Linked DNA regions of Mus musculus: region 2 is linked to region 1. The links are chromatin contacts, called in public HiChIP or PLAC-seq maps. All regions are on one chromosome and are shown on one strand. The core of a region is the stretch at or near the end of the contact, and the rest is flanking DNA. Distances in the headings are between cores, read along the strand shown.

Region 1 (6,062 bases), core at 1,391-3,890:
TAATGTCACTCAGCATTGGGAATGGCACAAGGCATCCTAGGTTAATGTCTTAATAGAAGTTACATAAGCCAACCACTAAGGAGAACTTCTGGATGGTAAGGATTATAGAACTCATTTTGTAGGGAGCCCGTGGAATTTTAGCAACAAATATATAATTCTCACTATCTAGAGTGACTTAGATAAATTCTTGATCTCGAACAAAAAGCTGAATTGTGATTTATGGGGCACAAGGTCCCTAGTGGCTCAAAATATCAGAAAGAAGGCAGATGGGTTTTGCCTGTAACTGCTTAAGTATTTTAAATGCCTATCATTCAGTAATATTCAACCTTCTCTTTTATGACAAGTCTATGTAGGTAGCTGCAGGAATCTTCCTGTCTTGACTTCCTGAATGCTAGATTAAGGGTGCAATCTATCACGTTCAACTTTCTAAATGTCTTTGAAATAAGCCACATACCTGCGGCCAATGAGGATTATGAAAGCAGACAGAAACTGCTTGATAGCCCTGTGTAGGTTGGCTGGCTGAAGAACATTTTTAATTCCCTTTATGTTACATCCCGTTGCTCAAGAGCCAAGCATATTAGGAAATGCTGTACAGGCTACAGTTCCAGCTAGTGCTTTCAATACTGAATAAAGTAGAAGTTTCTCCTTCTGCTTGGGGGCTGCTCCTTTCCTCTCCTTTAGATCACACAGACTTTCACCTGAGTAATTTATAAAATACAGTAACAGCCACATACTGACTGGCTGACAGAAAACACTTCTCACTATTAAATATGATTACCAGACAATCTCCTTCATATATAAACTTGCTTATACAGAAAAAACATCTCAGCCTGACAGGTGAGTGAAAAGAAATGCCTTTTTTTTTTCTTGGCCCATGATATGGCTGCCCGCCTTCCCAAACAGAGGAGGGATCATCTCCTTACATGTATATCATGCTATACCTCAACACCAAGGATACTCTCCCAATGTAAAAAGTTAACACAGCTGTAACCTCTATTATTATAAGGATTCTGGAAGATTCCTAGTCTAGATTCTGAGAGTGAAAAAAAAAAGAATTCTGTAGTACATTTCACAGTAAGTTACTCTTATATTTAAAATGTATGAAAGATAGACAGGAGAGCATAATAAAACCAAGCATTCTGACATTCTGCATCAGCAAACATAAGACATCATGCATTCCCATGCCAAGTTTGTGCATGGAACCTCTAAGCCCCTTTTCAGGTTGGGGGAGGCAAGTGGCAAGACCACAATCCTCTGGATATTTCGTAACTACTATCCCTAAAAACTGGTGCTTCTTGCAAGAAAAAGATGGAACAAAGATCCTAGTGTCGCAGGTCTGAAAGCCAGCCACATCAAAACCAGGTAGAGTGGTCCTACACCTAAGCAGCTGCCAAGCTGCTGGAGGGACGTGGGCACACTTCTGCCTAATAAAATCTGAATCAAACACTTTGCATCTGATTCTCCATGTGAGCTTTTATGCAAACTTCTAAAGTGCAAGGAATCCTGGGGAGGAAGAGCTATTCTGAGAGATCTCACATAGTTCACGTAATTAGGGAAAGCACTTCCTTTGATTGTAAGTGTTCAAAACAGCCGAATCCCTCCTATCAAAGGCACTCTGTGATTTGGGTCACCTCTTTCACTTCCTCTTTCATGTTTCTCAGGATGAGAGGTGAGGCTGGAGAGCACATTATTTAGGGGAAAAAAAGATCTGGCTTTTTGTTTTAGGGATTGAACTGGCACTATTCAAAAGATCGTCATTAGAATCCCCCTCTCAGCCTCACCTTCTGCCTCTTTCCTCCTCTAGAAGGCTCTTCAGGTGTTGCAGCGCACACCATCCCAAGATGCCAATTTAAGGCTGGTGGAAACTGTCATGTTGTGTGCAAACGGCTTCGAATGTTCATGCTTAGTTTCCAAACATGGTTAGAAAAACAGTCATCTTCAGGATATTGATTTTTATACTTGGAATGTTTGCCATTATAACACTGAATAAGGAGAGAGATAGACAGATATATAGACAGGCAGATAGACAGATACACAGACAGATAGATAAAGTCACATGTTACCATCACCAAATAGGGCACTTTGTTCTTTTCCTTACTCCTAGGGTATCCTTTCTCTCTGTATGTGCAACACGGGCTCACTCAACGCAGCTCTTACACTGATCTTGTTACCGCCAGTTTTGCACTGATGTTTCTAATGTTTCCAGTACAACTTTCTAAAGCACGGTGGTCAGTTATCACAATTGCTTCTGTCAGAAAACTCACTGTTGACCATGCGCTCCAGCGGTGACATTCCTACAGAATGCAAAGCAAATTTAACAGCCATCTATCTGCTGCAATCCTTGAGATTTTAATTAAAGTTTCCGTTCATAGGAATTCAATGTGCACAGAAGCTAGTGAGTGAATGTGACGAAGTCAGCTAGAGTAACAAGACTGCCACCATGTTTACCGCACTTCACCATAAACTCAAGGGTTTTACTGGCCCGGAATTAGATCCGTTACATGAGTTCACGTGAGCCAGCTACCTCAGCTGACAAGTGCAAACAGATATAGATCTGGAACAGAGAAGAGGGGCAGTTGTCCTGGCCCTGTTCAAATGTCTACTGCAGTTCTAAAACCACAGGAAGCTCTCTGGCAAACACCTCACGTTTTAACGTTGTAAGCCAACAGTGAACCGTCCCGCCCAGCCACATCTTCCTCATTACTCTACCTACACTTACTTTTCCAGATTCTACACGAGCTGTTTCGTCTTTCCATTGTTCTTGTTTGTTCCTGTCTCCACTGCCTGAGCTCTTGCTCAGACCTGCTGACATTTTTTTCCGGGTTCATAGTGAATCTGGTAACGCAGCCACTGGTCCTCTTGCCATAGCAGCAGAGAGAAGCAGACATGAACTAACTTATCAGCAGAGGCATGCAACAGGACACTGAGCAAGATTACTTAATTATATAAAAAGTAAGTGTTCTTTATGCACTGGAAAATTTACTTGCAAATCAACTAATTTGTTTATTAAAAACTTTATTTCTGTATTTGAATTTTAGGACCAGATAAATTTTACCTTTCAAATAGTAATCCAAACTTTTTTGCTCCCATCACGGTCATAAAGTTCAGCATTTAAAAGTAATGATAAAATATACTGAGCACTTACTATGAACTAAACATTGTACTGAGATGGCTTGTACCTTCAGAATAAGAAATCCAAGGCAAGGCTGTCAGACAACATGCCTACAGACTTACCTAGTCAAGTGGACGATCTGGGGATTTCAAAGCAGGCCTCTAAGTCTATAGCTGACATTTTAGAGCCTCGCCTGTTTTAAGAACACTTAAGAATTTATCTTGCCAGCTGTTTGGTTCCTGTGAGTCTTCCAACTTCCGCACACGTCTAGAATATATTCATCACTTAGTGGTTGCCTTCTGAATTAACCTGGGGTTAGTACAATAAGGATGCAGAGGTCTCTGCAGCCGAAATAATAAAGTTAAAGGGGAGCATCATGGCTGCCTTCAGAGACAGTGTTTAAGGGCTGCCAGAGGGAGGAGGTAGCAGGTCTAATTTATGTAGTGTAACAGACAGACTAGAACCAATAGACAGAACCAAGTTGAAGCAAATACTATAGGCAAACCATATAAGGCCATTCAAAGAGAACAATTCAAAAGAAGAAAGGATGTCTTAATAGGAAGTTCCCATAAGCAGAAGTAATTCAAGGGTCCAGATAACCAAAGGACCTAGCAAGCAATCACTGTCATACCTAGAGTCTCTTGTCTCAGTGGCTCCTAAATGCCTGTCCATTCCCCTGATGCATGAGACATGACTGCTCATAAGTGGGGGAAATGAACACACACACAAACACACACACACAGAGGCTCCACTCTGAATTGAGTTAATGAGAATCCTTGTAGAATATTTTCATAAGCCCACCAGGTCATTTTGATATGTAGTTAAGAAAACTGATCTTCTGAGGCCCTTGTAGGCTCTAAGACTATAGTCTACAAAGCTGGTTCTCGGCTGTCTCTTAGGTTTAAATTCTCACACCCTAGCCTGAACGACTCGCCCTCGGTGCTAAACTCTGGCCTCTCGTTTTACTGCGCCTTCAGTTGCAGGTACCAGGAGGGAAGCTCTTCCAGACGCATCAGTTTGGAAGTGGCAGTCCCCGCATTGCTCATCCCCTCTCCCTGTCACTTCATCAGCTTTCAGACCATACCTGTGCTTAATCCCATAGATAAGAACACTCCATATCAGCTTCTAGTGGTAAAAGAGCCTAAAAATGAACAGTGCTTTGTTACTGTACTGCCTTATAAATTTATAGAATGAAATAAAATCAATCAATCCCTCATCTTTAAAATATGGAGGGGGGCATTAGACAAAGTATTAAAAAAGGTTGTTCCCTAAGACAGTTATTGTGGCAGAGACAGAAGAAGTAAGGGCTGAGAGCCATCCTAGGCTACAAAGAGAGACAGTCTCTAAAAACACAACATCCCTAAACTGTGTTTGTCTCCATTACCAACTTAATAGAGAAACACTTATTTAAGGTTGGAAATAAATAAACCGCATTTTAAAGTCAATAAATATTTTTATTACTATCTGTAAAATATAATACTGTAGGCAGTTTGGAAGCACAAAGAGGCCAGGAAAAAAAGGGTGGCAGCGTGATAAAGGGATAACCTTGCACACACAAGTCCCTAGATCCTCAGCTTGTAGGGATATATATATATATATATATATATATATATATATATACACATATATATATGTGTGTGTGTGTGTGTGTGTGTATGTATATATGTGTGTATATATATATGTATATATACACATATATATGAATATTACTTAATATTCCTATGTGGCAGGCACTGTGTTAATGCCTCTTGGGTACTAGCTTAGTTCCCTTAATAAGCCTATACAATTCTACTAACATGTCCATGTTGTAGAACGTGAGATTTAATGGCTAAGTAACTAACTGGCCATGGGTCACAAGGCTGGTGAAGTGGTACAGGACAACCACCTGGGATTCTGGTCTTGTAACACAACAGTGGGCATCTCACCGGGAAGGGTCAGGTTGGGTCAGAGGCACACAAAAGTACCCAAGACGAGGGCTGTGTGGAGGGATGAACACGATGAAAACACACTGGGAAAATGTCCCTCTGCTGCGGGAAAGAGAGGGCAGGGCAGCTGTTCTTTCAGCTTGCTCTCTAATGCTCTTACAAACACCATGACCAAAAGCAAGTTGGGGCAGAAAGGGTTTAAGTGGCTTACAGCTTACAACCATCATCAGGGGAAGCCCAAAGGCAGGAACTCTGGGGCAAGCACCTTGTGGGAGGAACTTAAACAGAGACCACAAAGAACGTTGCTTACCAGCTTGCTCTCCATGGCTTGTTCAGCCAGCTTTCTTAAACCAGGACCATGGGCCCAGGGATGACACCCTACAGTGGGCTGGGCCCTTCCCACATCAATCATTAATCAAGAATATGGCCCACAGACTTGTCTACAAGCCAAACTTGAAGGGATTTTTTTTTTTTTTTTTTTTTTTGGACTGGGGTTTTCTCTTTTCAGATAGCCATCTCTGGTGTCAGGAGGATAAAACAGCAAGCAACACAGCTATGAAAAAGAGGTGTTGCAAAGGCAACTTCCGGCAGTCAGGGAGCAGGTAGAACACACTCCACCTGTCTGGGGTGTGTCCTGTCCTCACCTGAACTGCACCCTCACCCGGATGAGGGGCAGGAGCAGAGAAGGAGACATGTTGCTGTGGGTTGACCTTTTAAAGGCATAAATGCCTGGTGCAGGGTTGGGGAGTTTTTTCTGAGACACTGAGAGTCGTCATAGGTCCGGTCCAGATGGGCATGGCTGGATCTGGTTTCCATCTATTGTAAATTTGGTGTTCACATGGCAGATGGATCAATACTAACTTTTAAATTGTCTCCATTATTGACAAAGCATGCATGGTGGGGAATACTGCTAGATAAACTCCCATTCCTTTAGGTGTCCTAAAATAGAGCTCTTTTCATCCCTAGAGACTATCTTTGAGAGCTTGAAGGTTCTAACACAGGAGTGGACTACGTATATATCCTTG
Region 2 (5,589 bases), core at 1,912-4,411, 160 kb before region 1:
GTAGACCAGGCTGGCCTCTAACTCAGAAATCAGCCTGTCTCTGCCTCCCAAGTGCTGGAATTAAAGACGTGTGCCACCACTGCCCGGCATGGACGCCTAGTTACTCTTATTTGGGATCAAACTCTTTATTCTAGACCTGCCTAGAGGGATGAGCAAAACCTGAAGCTGATCCCACCTACCCACAGCCAGGAGCTTCCCCCTAGTCCTTGTCCCTCTCCATTCACAAGCAGTGAGCCTCTTTGCTCAAACCCCAGCCTCCTTGCTTGGTGGTTTAGTCCCTGGGAGCTCTGGGGAAGTCCCATTAGTTGATATTGTTGTTCTTCCTATGGGGTTGCAATCCCCTTCAGCTTCTTCAGTCCTTCCTCTAACTCTTCCATTGGGAGCCAACATTTGAAATGTAAGTAAATAAAATAACCAATTTTTTTAAAAGGAAAAAACCAAACCAATAACAATAACAAAACAAAAACAAAAACAAAAAACCCAGCCTCCTCCATCTCTCAACCAAATTATCTCCACAGCACTCATTCAGGAATAGAGTTGGGACCCTACAGTAGCCATTAATTAATCCAGTTCTCTCTTGTCTAAGCCCTCTCAGGGGCATTTGCTTTGAAATGATCAGAGAAAACTGATCAGTCTGAGCAAAATTGATCCATCGTGTTTGGACAAAAGCCTAACTTGAAAAAGTACATTGCAAAACAGTATCCCCGATATCTTGTTAATAAGATAGATAGATAGATAGATAGATAGATAGATAGATAGATAGATGAAAGATAGATAAAACGCATATATACCCAGATACAGAGAGTTTTAAATGTTGAGTTTTAAGAGTGTTTACCTCAGGGTGATGAGATCTGAGTTCTCCTTTGTGCTTTAACATTCCACATTCCTTACAATACAGATTAACATTGTAGTCAGAACATCAACTAAACCCACACTGATGTATTGGATTTTGTAAGGATGCTCATTTCCACAGAGTAATAGACAGCAGGACTGATGCTGTGGTACAGAGAGACCAAGGCAGACACTGGGTCTCCTCTTAGAGCGACTCCCTTAAGATCGCTGACATCTGATCACGTTACTTCCCCTGTGTTTGAAAAATAAGAATGCTTTAAAGAGCTCTCTCTTTCAACATGGTTGACCACTTTGTACTCATTTCTCTTGCTGGAGCATGGCGTGTTCTGTGCATATATTTGTGGCTGCATCATTAACAGGGCACATTCTTGGAGAATTGAATTTTAAGCAGATTAGGGAAGGTAAGTCAGTACATGAGTGTTGGGACTCAGCAAGACAGAGCAAAGCCACTGTGATATGGGGGAATGCCCCCAACCTGTGGGTGCAATGCAACTCGGCCTGGATGTCTCCCGCAGACAGATGGAAAGTCTGTTTGGTTCCCCTCCCTCACTGCTGAGGAGTAGAAGTCAACTGTCCATGGAGAACTAGGTGAAGTCACATGTGTTCTGGAAACTTCTGGTAAATCTAGACTTGGAGGTCAGGTCTCTTGAAGACAGACTTAGTTCCCAGTCTTTACTTGAGGTCAAGTTCGCCCCACAGCAAGCCTGGTCAGCTAACCAGGGGCAGCCTCTCGTGGCCCCATTCCTAAAGACATGCTGATTCTGAGAAACCAGCAGATGCAGAAAGAAAAGCTGTAGTTCACAAAAGGATAAAAATGAACTGAATTGAAGGGACCTAAGAAAAGAGTAATTTTTTTTTTATTTAGTGTTATATATATGAGTACACCGTAGCTATACAGATGGGTCAGATGGTTGTGAGCCTTCATGGAATTTTTTTAGGACCTCTGTTTGCTCCAGTCAACCCTGCTCACTCCGGTCAACTCTGCTCCCTCGGGCCCAAAGATTTATTTATTATTATACATAAGTACATTGTAGCTGTCTTCAGACGCACCAGAAGAGGGCATCAGATCTCAATACGGGTGGTTGTGAGCCACCGTATGGTTGTGGGATTTGAACTCAGGACCTTCGGTAGAGCAGTCAGTACTCTTACCTGCTAAGCCATCTTGCCAGCCTGAAAAGACTTTTTCTTTTAAGAGTATTCTTAAAGAAATTTAAAATAGATTCTATGGAAAATGAATAATGACAGGACAAGAAGGGACTCTTGAAAGTTAAAAATATTACTAAAAAACAGTGTTAATTGAATTATATGAAATTCCTGGTATTTGATCATGTTGTTGTACATAAATAGCAATTCTACATGATTGAACCTAGGTTAAGGATTTGCAACCTCACTAGATGTAGGAGTCTACATGAATGAAAGAGATGAAAACATGGAATCCATACAGAAGATCTGGAACATAGGAAAGAGAGAATAAAACCACACACACACACACATACACACACATAAGTAACAACAAAATTGAGGGAAGTAAGTTATATTTAATAATAGAAAATTTTCCCTAGAAAAGTAGGACTTGGTTTTGGTTTTGGTTTTTCAAAACAAGGTTTCTCTGTGCAGCTCTGGATATCCTGGAACTAACTCACTCCCCAAACTCGCATAGATCCACCTGCTTCCCAGTGCTGGGATAAAAGGCAGGTACCATTATGCCTGGCCGGAATAGGATAATTTTAACTGAAGAGTGTTGGTCAGAATAAACAGGGGAGGGGGCCAGCAAAGCAAAAGCCACCAAGATGCTTCATTGTGAAGTTTCAGTACTCAGAAAAATCAAATCTCAAAAGCATCAAGAGAAAAATACATGCTGACACCAGAAGCATCTTTCTTTAGCCACCCAGAATAGATTCTGGGTGCCGAAGAACGCAAGCAGGAAAACCAAGAGAAACAATTCTACTTCAAATCCTCATTCCATCCAAGCTACTAATCAGGTTTGTAAACAAAATAATTTCCAATGCATGCAAGGATGTCTCTCCTACTCTTTCTGGGGGAAACTGCCGGAGGAAGTCTTCAGTAAAACGAGAGAGGAAACCAGCAGAAGGGAAATGAACATTAGAGAACGATGGCTATTAGTTACCTTTCCTGTGGCTATCACAAAAGACCCTAACAACAGCAGCTTAAGGAAGCTCACAGTCCCGGGTAGTTCACAGCAGGGAGAGGATGGCCGCAGGAAACTGAGGCACCTGGTCAGCCATCCTGATCAGTGTTTGCGCATGCCCAGCAGCGGAACGTCTCCTCCGTGACGCTAGATCTTATCAGGTTGACAAAGAATACTAACCATTACGTCACCCCGGCAAGACAAGTGTGCAGCACAAAACGGGGACAAGTGTGCCTTCTCGAGAAGAGGATTCCAGGCAAAGTGGAATGACCGAGAAGCGATACACAGATGAGAGACCTGGACTGAATGGCAAGAGGGTAAAGTGTTAGGAGGGAAAGGTGAACTGTAAACCTGGGAGAAGAGCTGAAGTTTCTAAGAAGGGAGAAGAAAACTTTAATTCACAAGTCTCTGGTGTAGCTCAGTGAGAAAACACCTGCCTAGCTTATAAGAAACAGCGGGTTTGTTCCCAACTATCACACACATAAAGAGTGATACAGCTTTGAATAATCACTGTACTGTTCAAATAGAAAACTGAGCCAGTGAGATGGGTAAAGGCACTTGCCATAAAACCTGACAACTCGACTTCAAACCTAAGGACCCGTGCGTAGGAGAGAACCAGTTCCCACAAGTTGTCCTGTGGTCTCCCCACCCATTCCTGTATACATACATCTGTGTAGGTAAAGCAGAAATAATATATTTACAGTTACACTTAAATGTATACAGGCACTCAAACATAAAATAATATGATTAAATCATTTTTGTCTTAAATAGAGAATACCATCCATGGTGATACTCTCCTTTGAGGCTAAAGGCTGAGATGCCTAACTGAAGGAAAGCCAATGTAATTATGTCGCTTAATACAGTAGTAAACGTTATCTTCAGCCCAAGAAGCCAAACTCGAACTGTAGCAATTGGCGAGTGGTAGGCTTATGGGTGACTTCAATTATGAAGTCCCATTTTCCTATAATAAGGAATTAAGAGACATTTATAGCCTTCAAAATAAATGGAACAAAAAAATAAAATAAAAAATTTAAAATGTAACTTGCATATGAAGCGAGGCTTATGTCCTAATTGGGTTTCTGTTATGAACATTGTATGCATACAGTGAACTTACATATATATAGGGAAACACTCATACATAAAATTTAAACATCTTTGAAATAACGTCTTTGTTTCTTTTTGGTTTGATTTTGTTTTTTGAGACAGGGGTTCTCTGTGTAGTCCCGGCTGTCCTGGAACTTGCTCTGTAGACCAAGCTGGACTTGAACTCAGAGATCTGCTTGCCTCCGTTTCCAGAGTGCTGGGATTAAAGGCATGCGCCAGCACACCAGGCCAAGAACATCATTTAAGCAGAAGTAGGAAACGTGATGCGTTCTACAGCACCCGTAAGCCTGAGAAACAGGGCAGACACTAGGTGATAGACTTCTGGAAAGCAGGAATTTAACTGTGGAACTGCTTCCGGTGGATTAGCTGATGAGCCTGCGGCAGGGCATTTTCTGATTGGCTGGTGAGCACGTCTGCAGGGCAAGTTCTGGTTAATGACTGATGTGGGAGGGCCCAGCCCTCGGTGGCAGTGACACACACCCCTAGCAGGTATTCCTGTATTGGACAGGAAAGTGAGTTGTACAAGCCCCTGGGGCAAACCAGTAAGCTTGTCTCCCCTCCTTGGTTCCTGGCTTTATTTTCCTCAATGTTGGACTGTAATGGAGCAGGACATGTAAACAAAATAAACCCTTTCTGCCCCAAGGTCCTTTTAATCATGATGCTTACCCCAGCAACAGAAACCCAAGCGGAACACAACAGAATATGCATGTCAAACATCCAGAACTGGCAAGTCTAGAAAGCAGATGGGCTCAGGAGCTTGGAGAGGGAGGACGGAGGTGGGGTGGGCCGAGGGAGGCAGGGAAGGGGTTAGTCTTTAGAGTGAGAGACTTGTGGGAGTGAGGTAAGGATGGTCTGCAGTTACAGCCAGAGCGGTTACACGGTTACACGTACAGCACCCTGAACACACTGGAAGCCAACAAATTCTACATTTTGAAATGGTAAATTTTATTTCAAGTTTTTTTTTGTTGTTGTTGTTGTTGTTGTTGTTTTTGTTTTTTTAACTTAAGAAAAACAGAGTAGCAAAATGGTAGACACAAACCAGAGACCCAGTAACCTTGACGCTAGTTAGATGGCTTCTGAAGCCTGGTTCTATGTAAAAAACAAAACTAAATTGCCACAGAAACCTTGCTCTCCGGGGTAGCTCTCCAACTGGTCCTCTCATTGCGCCTGCTGAAATCAATTAATAGGGTTCTTGGTGTCTGCCCTAATCATCATGCAGGCAAAGGAAATTTAGTTAATATCTTTTTCTCCCTCCCTAACACTGAAAAATAAGATAAATAGATCTATCTTCCTAATTTCACTTAGTCATTTCATTCAGTAGCATCTGTTTATCGTGATTTACAAGAATTTGGCTGGCAATGAGATTTGCTGAAAGCATTTGCATAAAGGAATTTTATTTACATATTTTCCTCCTTAAGCGCCACAATACTTAAAATGGTCCTGTCTGGGGAGCCCAGGAAAGAACCAGAGACAGTCAGTCATTA

What was found. HiChIP or PLAC-seq counts read pairs in DNA pulled down with a chosen protein or histone mark.
Region 2: an H3K4me3 HiChIP or PLAC-seq map of the SCID.adh cell line shows a contact between it and region 1, with 13 read pairs. The contact joins two enhancer-like sites. A contact is called at or near these places in 1 of 115 datasets of contacts at active chromatin or transcription factors (the SCID.adh cell line) and 1 of 9 other capture datasets (adipose tissue).

Annotation. Positions count from the first base shown.
Region 1 is chr2:72,327,864-72,333,925 of GRCm38.p6, reverse strand. All of the region lies in intron 2 of Map3k20 (mitogen-activated protein kinase kinase kinase 20), which reads right to left. Among named protein-coding and RNA genes, the nearest start is that of Gm52556, 21 kb to the left of the region's middle. Within about 2 kb of position 2,640, at least 24 of the 459 cell types and tissues checked have an H3K27ac peak or open chromatin away from gene starts, as enhancers often do. A contact at or near this core is called in the SCID.adh cell line, where this site is marked.
Region 2 is chr2:72,490,798-72,496,386 of GRCm38.p6, reverse strand. No RefSeq gene overlaps it. Among named protein-coding and RNA genes, the nearest start is that of Cdca7, 17 kb to the right of the region's middle. Within about 2 kb of position 3,161, at least 11 of the 459 cell types and tissues checked have an H3K27ac peak or open chromatin away from gene starts, as enhancers often do. A contact at or near this core is called in the SCID.adh cell line, where this site is marked.